Linked DNA regions of Dromaius novaehollandiae: region 1 is linked to region 2. Evidence: chromatin contacts called from public Hi-C data. All regions are on one chromosome and are shown on one strand. Each heading gives the region's core, a stretch centred on a gene start, on an enhancer-like site or on the middle of the called end of the contact. The rest is flanking DNA. Distances are from core to core; before and after follow the strand shown. Region 1 holds the start of TNKS2 (tankyrase 2). Region 2 holds the start of RPP30 (ribonuclease P/MRP subunit p30).

The links. A called contact is a pair of places that touch in the nucleus more often than the background predicts.
Region 1: a contact with region 2 is called in a Hi-C map of brain, with 4 times the contacts expected there. The contact joins the promoter of TNKS2 here to the promoter of RPP30 in region 2. A contact is called at or near these places in 2 of 4 Hi-C or Micro-C datasets (brain and liver).

The regions. Positions count from the first base shown.
Region 1 is chr6:29,464,657-29,469,329 of bDroNov1.hap1, forward strand. TNKS2 (tankyrase 2) reads left to right here and starts at 3,356. Exons shown (of 27, transcript XM_064514034.1): 1 at 3,356-3,772. The coding sequence starts at 3,571.
Region 2 is chr6:29,137,194-29,141,877 of bDroNov1.hap1, forward strand. RPP30 (ribonuclease P/MRP subunit p30) reads left to right here and starts at 2,873. Exons shown (of 12, transcript XM_026094124.2): 1 at 2,873-3,126; 2 at 3,955-4,156; 3 at 4,412-4,467. The coding sequence starts at 4,012.

The DNA of each region.
Region 1 (4,673 bases), core at 2,106-4,605, 330 kb after region 2:
AACATCTCTTTTTGCTTAGAAAAAGTAGCTTGCAGTGAAAAAGTTTCTGCTTATAGTTTTAAAAATTTAGTTACTAAACAATTGGCCACTTCTGTTTCCCTCTTAAATTTCCTATTTTCATTTTAGGCATGTTTCATAATTTCCTGATGTACAGCATTAATTAACGTTGTTTTTTGCTGAGTCTCACCTGGAAATACTTCAAAGGAGTACACTTCATCATTCTTCTTTTGAAATAAGCCAAATCTCTGGACACTTGAAGTGTCTTATTTATACTAGTAGATATTTAATTTGCTTCCAAGCACAAGGCAAAGCACTGTAGGAACCAATTAGAGCTGAGAAATCCTCTCCAAATGAAGGGCTGACAGCTGAAAATCCTAAATCTGATGGACTGTCTTGCAGGATGGCAGGGAAGATGGCTCTGCCCCCAAGCAACCTTTAGTCTCCAAAGGAGAAACTAAACGCCTTTCAGTCAGCTCTATCAGTCTGTCCATACCCAGCAGTCCCCTTTTCTTTTCCGCCCTCTAGTGACCAATCAAGCAGGTTTCAAAAGAAACTATGTAGAAACACTCTTTAAAAATACATTCATGTATTTATTCAGCCAAGTCATGCCACTAATTTAAATATGCTACAGAGAAGAGGCTATTGGTATATCATGATTTACACTAAAAAAATGGCAGTCAAATGTTTCTAAGCTGTTAATGGGTGAGCTTCTGTGGTGGAGCTAATAATAGGTAGGTTATAGCCCCCTGCTTCCTCTGGAAAAGTCCTCACCAGAAGGTTGGGTATATATTTCAGTACAGTTTTCTAAATTTATAGTGCTGTACAAAAGACTGAAAGAAACCACTGAAATTTACAGATCATTTTTTCATAAAATAAATAAAAATATAAATAAAATAAAAACTAGGTTTATTTTATGGAGGGCCGATCTCTCAAAAATCAGAGTGAGGGCTATTAAAAGACCAGTCCTGAAAGGTGCTAAGAGTCTTTGACTCACTGAATTCAAGGGGAACTGAATGCTGCTCTTAAAGTATTACACATCTAAAAATTATTTCTCGTTCACAGAGACCTGGCATGGTTTTATACTCAAGCTGTCAGGAAGCCATACTGGAAAAGGAAGCCAGGCTATAGATAATTTTAAAAACTAGCATCTTTTTAGTATAAAGATGTGGAAAGAATGGATAGTTTCCTAATTTTAGATCCAAAATAACAATATATTTTATAAGCATGCTCTTTTTCTAACTTGCTTCAACCTTTTTCCATTAGCATTTCATAATGATATATTTTTGCCAGAGTTGAAAAAACAGACTTTCAGGTCGCTTCTTCAAATTGGAAACAAAAGCAACCAATTTCAAGTAAATTCATTTTCTATTTCTGTTGTAGACCTGAAGAAGAGTTTATGAACTCAAAGGCTTGTGTATTTTCTTCCAGCCACACTAGTTGGCCTACTAAAAGATATTCTCTCTCTCTGCAAATCTTGTTGTTCTGTCCTTTGACTGTCACAGAGATAACAACACCGCTATCACAGGTAAAATACAAAGCACTTCTCACAAGACTTTTTTGTGATTTCTTTTCTGCATATCAGCTGTCTGCTTTTTACCAGAAAATGTATGGGATGATCATGTAATGAATATGTACTTCAGATTTCCCTGAGGTGCTTTGATGGGTGTCCAACAAAGCCTGGGGCTCAGAGGGCAGGAACGGTAACCCCCACTGCCTGGCTGTGCCATGCAAGGAGGTGCTCAGGGTCCACTGACGGCAGAGCAGGTCTCTTACTCCTCCAGCCAACACCACCTCTCCAAATCCCCAGTTATCTAAGAGGGAAGATAATGTAGTGCTTCAGATAATAACTAGAACTTGACTCCCAACATACACATTTTATTTTCCTTACATGTTGTCTGTCGGGTTTTCACAGTCAGGTTACCAGCGACTCGTTTGCCCTGCTGACGTTTCAGGAAGCGAACTGCAGCACTGCAACTCTTGTTTCCATCTGTGGAGCCTGCACGTAGAAAGGGCAGCTTTTACCATGCATACTTTGGAGAATGAGATGTTGGGAAGGTCTGAGGTGGCTCCAAGCCGATGAGCCATATTTGATCATAGCTTACACCAGAATGTTATGGCCACATGCAAAGCAGTGGATGAATTACGTATGTGTGACAAAATCTGGTAGAGACTCTGGTCATACCCTGACTTTTCCCTGCCTACTAATAATCCTGCCTGCTGAACAGAGCTTGTAAGGTAAGTGGTAAAAGGGAGACATGCCAATGGGGTGGTAGACAACATATATGCATGATCAAGGCTGTCTGTCAAAGCACATATTTTCTGTCTCTGTGCCTAAGCTATCTGCATTCTTCTGTCACACAGCTGTAGCTATGTGTATATTAGTAAATTAAATAGTGCCAGGCTATAGACATAGGCTCTGGGACCTGAGCTGTCACTGTAACGTGGTTGGGCCTGGGACAGCCAGCAGTCTCCCAAACAACTCCTGGCCACAGGTTAGGCATTAGCATGGAGCAGGGACAGGCAGCTTGGATGCAACTACCTCATTTCAGGGGCCAGGAGAGTTTAACAGCCTGGAAGTGACTAGGCTGCACCAATTAGCAGCAGGGTCTGTTTCCTGGTTCCTAGGCCCTTTAATTGCTAGTATGACAATAGTCTGCGAGTTCAATTGACTTTGGGGGCACTCGTCTTTCCTGCCTTTGGAACAGGAAGCCACTGACCCTATTCAACTACCCTTACAAAAGTGTTTTTATTTAAGTACTATAGCGTGAGCGGAAAAAATGTTTTAGCATTACCGAAAGAGTCCTCTTCCCATGGGCCCCACCGGCGCTCACACTTCCCGTTCAGGCTGTCTGGCAGGCTTGCCTCCTCCTTTACGGAAGGGCAGAGATGCTCTGCGTTCAGTGTAAAACCTTGAGTGGGCAATGCCAGTCAACGCTATTTTCTAGCAGCAGTTTCCAAGATTAAGAAGGAAAAACTATATAAATTGTACAGTATAAATTCCATTTCACAGTTACTATGCAACTACATTACCTCCTTTAGAGGAACATGCTTCGCTACATAACCACATAAGGATCTCCTTTATTACATCATGAAGCTACTAGCAGCAGAACGCAATCTTACGCATTTTTCAGAAATTACCAAAAAAAAAAAATCCCCTCAATAGTTATTACATGTTAATTTATACGCCCCTGGGCTCAAGCGGGGCTGCAGCCGCCTCAGCCCTGGCACCGCCCCAGGCCCTCGAGCCCAACGGAAAAACCCGCCGCCGAGACCCGGCCGCGCCCCGCCCCCCGCCCGACGCCCCCACTGCGCATGCTCCGCGCGCGCGCCCCCGCCCGCGCGTGCACACGGCCCGCGCACTCCCTCCGCGCGCGCCTGCCCCTCGGAAGGCGCCTGCGCGGCCCCAAGCCTGGCAGTGGCTGCAGCTGCCGCCGCCGGCGCCCCCTCCGTCGGATCCCTCCGCGGCGATGCGCCGGGCGCAGCTGGCGGCCCAGCGGCGCGTGTCGGCGGGCCGCGGCCTGTGAGCGGAGCCGGCGGCTCCTCGGCCGCCTCCCGCGGGCCCGGGCCGGCATGGCGGGGCGGCGGTGCGCGGGCGGGGCGGCCGCCCTGGCCGAGGCGCCGGGCTGCGGCGCGGCGGCGGAGCCGGCCCGCGAGCTGTTCGAGGCCTGCCGCAACGGGGACGTGGAGCGCGTGAAGCGGCTGGTGCGGCCCGAGAACGTCAACAGCCGCGACACGGCGGGCAGGAAGTCCAGCCCGCTGCACTTCGCCGCAGGTACGGCCGCGGCGCGGCGGGGGCGCCCCGGGGGCCACGCTCGGGGCCTCGCCGCCTGCGCGGGCCCCGCGTGCTCGCAGCGCCCATTTTGTGGCGGGGGCAGCGCCGCGGCGGGACGGGCAGGCCCCGCGGAGCCGCCTGGCCGCCGCCGGGCGGGGAGATCCCCGGGTGGTACAGGTGGTTCTTTTTTTTTTCCTCCCGTCTTTCACCCTTAAAAAACGCTCGGCTGCCGTTCAGGACACCTCGATTGAGATTTTGGGCTGTTTCTGTGGTGGCTTGTGAGCTCTGACAGGTGACGTGCCTCGCAGGTACTGTTTCCATTGATTTCGGCAAGCCCGTTTATTTTTAGGGTTTTTCCTGCGAAGGAGGCCTGTCAGAGCACACAGTTCCTAAGCTTTCTGCTATCGTTAACAAACAGACTTTGTTAATTCGGTACTTAGATACGTAAATAACTGACATCACAGAACAACTGCTCTCCTTGGCAGCTGTCCAGAGGATAGTATCCCACCTTTTCACACAAAGACCTGATTGTGGCTGTTGTTTTGCTGTTGTTTCTTTTGATTTGATTGCAGCAGTTATATGTAGAACCTCAAGACAGGTTGGCTACAAAAGGCAGCAGCTTCTCATCTGCTAAACAACATGGATTGTAATAAAGACATTTGTTTCTTCACCGAATTGTTTTCGAAAAGGTCTCTCTTTAGGATGCCTTTTTCCCTTGTTCTGAAGACATAGTGGGTGTAAATTTCTGAAAGCCTCTTTTCAGGACAGCAGCATTTCACAGATTTAAGAAACTTGATCACAAGAGATCCCAGGAGGCAACTTTAAATATCCAGAGGAAAACAATTTTGCACTTACCTTTTTACGTGCAACAGTCTTGCCTGTTCTGTTATCAGCTCTGAAT
Region 2 (4,684 bases), core at 1,623-4,122:
CCTGTATTCTTGTCGAATGGCCCCTCGCCTGAGGACTTGGTGCTTCCAGGGTCTATTGAAACAACAGGTCTTTGCTAACTCTGAGTACTTGAACTCAAATGGGCCAAGGAGTGCAGCACCAGAAGCCTTACTACCAGAGTGGAAACCACTGGCCAGTAGCCCTTTTCCCCACACATCTAGGTCTGGAAAACAACAGCTCTGCTCGTCTTAACATAAAGGCTTAAAGGCATTGTGGTTTTGGGTACCTGGCAGGAAGGTACCACAACATCAGCGTGAAAAGGTAAATGAACAAGATGATTTTCTTGCTCTTCTTCCTTTCTGTCTCCTTTTTCTCTCCTTCCTTGTCAGAGCCAGTCTATCTTCATAAACTGTCATTTTCATTTGTCTACTGTAAAAGGGTTTTTTTCTTTCCTTTTGTTTTCATTTTCTATTTTTGGATACCAATAAAGTGAAGGCCTGATGTTGGAAATAAAAAATAAAGTATAGGTATATGTTTCTCATGGGGAAATATGTTGTCAAAATGTTTAGAATATTTTGTCACAGTCTGGGTAGAATTCTGTGGACAAATACTATTGAAACATTGATTTTTATTCCCAGCATGTACTGTTTAGCAAATAACACTCTTGTCCGACTTCTAGCAAAGATGTTGCAGCTGCAGTTTTCTCTACTGCCTTTTCTTATCTTTGTGAAAATAAATCATCACCACTCTATGGCAGTAAGAGAGAGAGGTAACCGTTCACATCTTTGGTGTTTATTTTCATTGTCAAAATAAATACTCACATCTGTGCAACTTAAAAAAATGTGAAATGATGTCTTCCCTTTTTGGAATCAGCAAATACGGGCAGCAGCAAGCTGTCATCTGAAAATAAAACAAACTAACAGGGTGAAATTTATGCTAAAAATTCTGTATCACTCAAGAAAAGTGTTCCCTCTCTGAAAATTCAGTATGCACCTTTACAAAGGAACTATTGAGCTTATGATTAAAGTGACTGTGACATTCATGTTACTGAGATAGACAGTAGTACCCAATAGTATCTTAGTCCCCTAAAAGAGCTGAATGCAGAACTAAAGCAAAACAGTCCAATAGTTGCCATGATAGGGTCCCTATCAAAGGCACATTAGAAGAATTGTTAGGGGTACTCAGATGGATTCAGGAGCCTGTTGGTCTGTGCAAGAATCACAGAAAAGACTCCCCTGGAATCCAAATATACTGAGCAGGAAAGAACACCTAGATGAGGGAAATTAGGATCCACTAAGAGGGCTTCAGGACACACACAAATGAAGCATTTTAGAGGCTTCTGACTTGACAGTGAGGACCACAGAGATGTTTTAGCTTTGCTAGATTTTTTAAATAGATCACTGGGGCTGGCATAAACAAAAGTAGTAAGACTCGAGTGATACAGAAAATAAGTTTTCACATTGGTCTGTTTACATGATCCATGATACCCTGATGCTGAAAGTTGCTTCGTACTCAGGTTCTTATACCGTTACAGCAAATAGGCTTCTGCTGGATTTGTGAAGAGCTGTTTAAATTAGCAGAGTTCTCTATTATAAACACCTCTAGAAGAGATTTGTTTCACTTGTATAGTGCCAGCCACAAAAGCTCCTTAGTCCTGCTTTATGTCTCTGAGCACTACTCCAGGTGGTCCACTCCCAAATAATTGATACATGTTCATTGATTTCCTATGACCATTAAGATAAATCAAGCTCCATCATGCACTCAGTCAAAGAAAACCTGGAATAATACCTTGAGCTATTCCACATTTATACACATCAAAGAAAATCCTCAAGAATGCCATTCAGGCTATGCTAGTTGTTTGAAGAGAAACAGTACCGGCTGATCTAATAGGCAAACACCTTATGGACATAGATGGACCAAAACAGAGCTCCTTTACTTAAGTACCTTGGTATCTAATATTGCCAACAACCGGCTGCCTATGCAGCCACAGCTGTGGCAGGAACAGGCTGTCTATCAGCTGGCCTCCCTTCTTCCTTCCACAGGGATGTGACAGGCAGTTGTTTCCCATCCCAGAGCTCCTGCTCGTCGCGGCAGCCCACCAGTAACTTCTCTCTTACCACCGTTACTAGACTTTGTAACTTATCGGGCAGCAAGGCCAGAAACATGCCAGCCAGGCACAATTATTTCTTGCTCGTCCCTGGCAAATTGTGGGGCCTCTTTGGGAGACATGAATCTTAAAGCATAGCTGGCGAAAGCTGCACCAAGGAGAGAGAAAGTAAGCAGGGACTGACTGAGGATTTGGGAGAATCACCATTTTTAACCTTGGTTAGCAGCATCTTTTCCTGGTTAAGAATTTGGAGTTTGATACCCCCCCCCCCCCCCCCAGGCTTTCTTTCACGAACCTTTAGCCCAGCTCGAAGGAAGAAAACAAAGGCTTCCCCAGCCTGGCTGCAGGCCTTGGAAAACTACCTCAAAGTTGACCCAGATTTGCTGTCTGTGGCTGCAGTAAGTCCCCGAAAGAACAAAAGTAGTGATAATTACCACCCGTATTTTAAATATGCTTTGCTGTTGACAGACATCAGAATGAAATTTGTGGGGTTTTGCAATAGTGCCACATACTTAACATGTATATGATCTATGGATTTACAGTTCCTCAGGCCTTTTGTATTTTAGGGAACATCTCTTGAGACGGCAGCTTTGGACTTCGTTTCACATTCTGTTGGCTAACCGAGGAAAACCAGGACCTTCAAACAGAGAGAGAGGACGCTTGCCGGTGTTCAGCGGGAGCCTCAACCACGCGGAGCTCGGCAGGAGCACCGCTCCACCTAGCGGCCGCAGCAGGGGCTCCGCGGGGGGGGCGGGCCCCAGCGCGGCGGGCCCCAGCACGCCGGGCAGCTCCACCCCCGGGTCCGCTCCGCGCTCGCCGGGGGCTTCCTGCCGGTGCAGGCGCTCGGCTGCCCCGCCGCGGCTTTGCCCGCGGTCCCCGGCACTGGCCGCTCCGCGCCGCGCCGGCGGACTACAAGCCCCAGGCTGCCCCGGGCCGGCGGGGGAGGTGCCGCCCGCCCCGTCCCGCCCCCCGCGCAGCATGGCCGGCTTCGCGGACCTGAACCTGCCGCCGGGGCCGGACAAGAAGTGCCTGCAGAGCCTGCTGGAGGCCGCGGCGCACCGTGAGTCCCGGCGCGGAATGGCGGCGGCGGCGGCGCGGCCCCGCGGAATGGCGGCGGCTCGAGGCGCGGGGCCCCGTTAGGCCGCGGCGCGGCGGCCGCGCGGCCTTGAGGGGAAACGCGGCGGCAAGGCCGCGGCCCGGGTGGCCGCGCGAGGGGCGGAGAGCCTTGGGCAGAGCCGCGGTGTAAGGGGTGCTCGCCGCGCCGTGTGCGGCGGGCGGTCTGGCTTTGGCAGACGTGGCGTCCTCCCCTTGCCCTGCCGAGGGAGACCCCTTCCACAGCTTGTCAGCGTCGCCTTGAGTTTTAACCTCGCCTCTCTCCCAGCTTTGTGTTTTCTGCAGTTTTAGCAAGAATCCTGAATGTCGCTTGCCACGTCCCTTGAAGAAAATAACCAACGGGACTATGCTAGCACAAATCTTTGGAGATCCTGACTTGATGAGGAATCATTGCTATTTGCTCTTAATTTTCAAGCAGTTTCTTACTGATGTTAGGGTAGTTCCCTCTCGAGCGTGTGTCCCTAGCTTGCTAACAAGGGTGCCCTTGGAGACAGTCAGCAATCGTACTGAAGGTGGAGGCTGGTGGCCTCCTCCCAGGCTCTGAGCCTGCTGTCCTGCCCCAGGAGGAGGTTAGCGTGGCGGGACATCGCCCGCTCTGTGTAGACACCTAGCGGGAAGCACAGCCTGTAAGTAGGGAGTAATGAGCTTCAGTCCGCCTGGTCCATTAGCGGAGCCCTGAGTACACATTTGGCAGCGTGTGCACGTGGGATTAGTGCAGCACCGTTGCTGTCTTTACGGTGCAGCTTCACGAAATGTATTTTTTCTTCACTTTGAGCTGCCCAAGCTTGCTAAGGTGCGTAGTGTGCAGCTCAAGGCTCGGGCAGCCTCACGGATGTGCAGAATCGGGAGGTGGAGAGCCCATGGATTAAACCGCTCCCAGCCGCCATTCCCAAAGACATCACAGACCTACCAGTTTACCTGCGAGCCCTGCAAATCACTTAGGCTTCATCTCCTGTATCTACTTCAGCACCGGTCAGGTGAACAACCCCGCTCAAGAAATCATTTGTGTTTGAAAAGCTCTGACGTTGAATGAATGTCAAGGCTGGGGAGTATTAAAAGGCAAACAGAATGTTGTATTTTAAGACACTTTTTGTGAATTAATCGCTAGAAAATTGTAATGTGGAAGGAGAATATTGAGATATTTATGGGCTGAGCTTATCAGGTTTCTATTTGGATTTGTTTCTATTAGTTTACTGGACAAAACATTCTTTCAATATTTTCACCTTTTCTAGTGGGATATTCGACAGTTGCTCTCAATCATGTCATCGATTTTAAAGAAAAGAAACAGGTAATTTTGGGGGGAGGGTATTTGTTCTTAGTATGTTTTGTTCTGTAAAACTACATAGCTTATTACATATTCCCAAATAGCTTTCTCTTTAGAGTGCTTGTCTAGACTTGTACACAAGTGCCTCCGTTTGTGACAAAACTCCAATTTTATAATTCAATAGTACCGCTTTGCAGTTGATATTTAATATGGTCCATAAATTGTCCCTGGTAAATAGCTT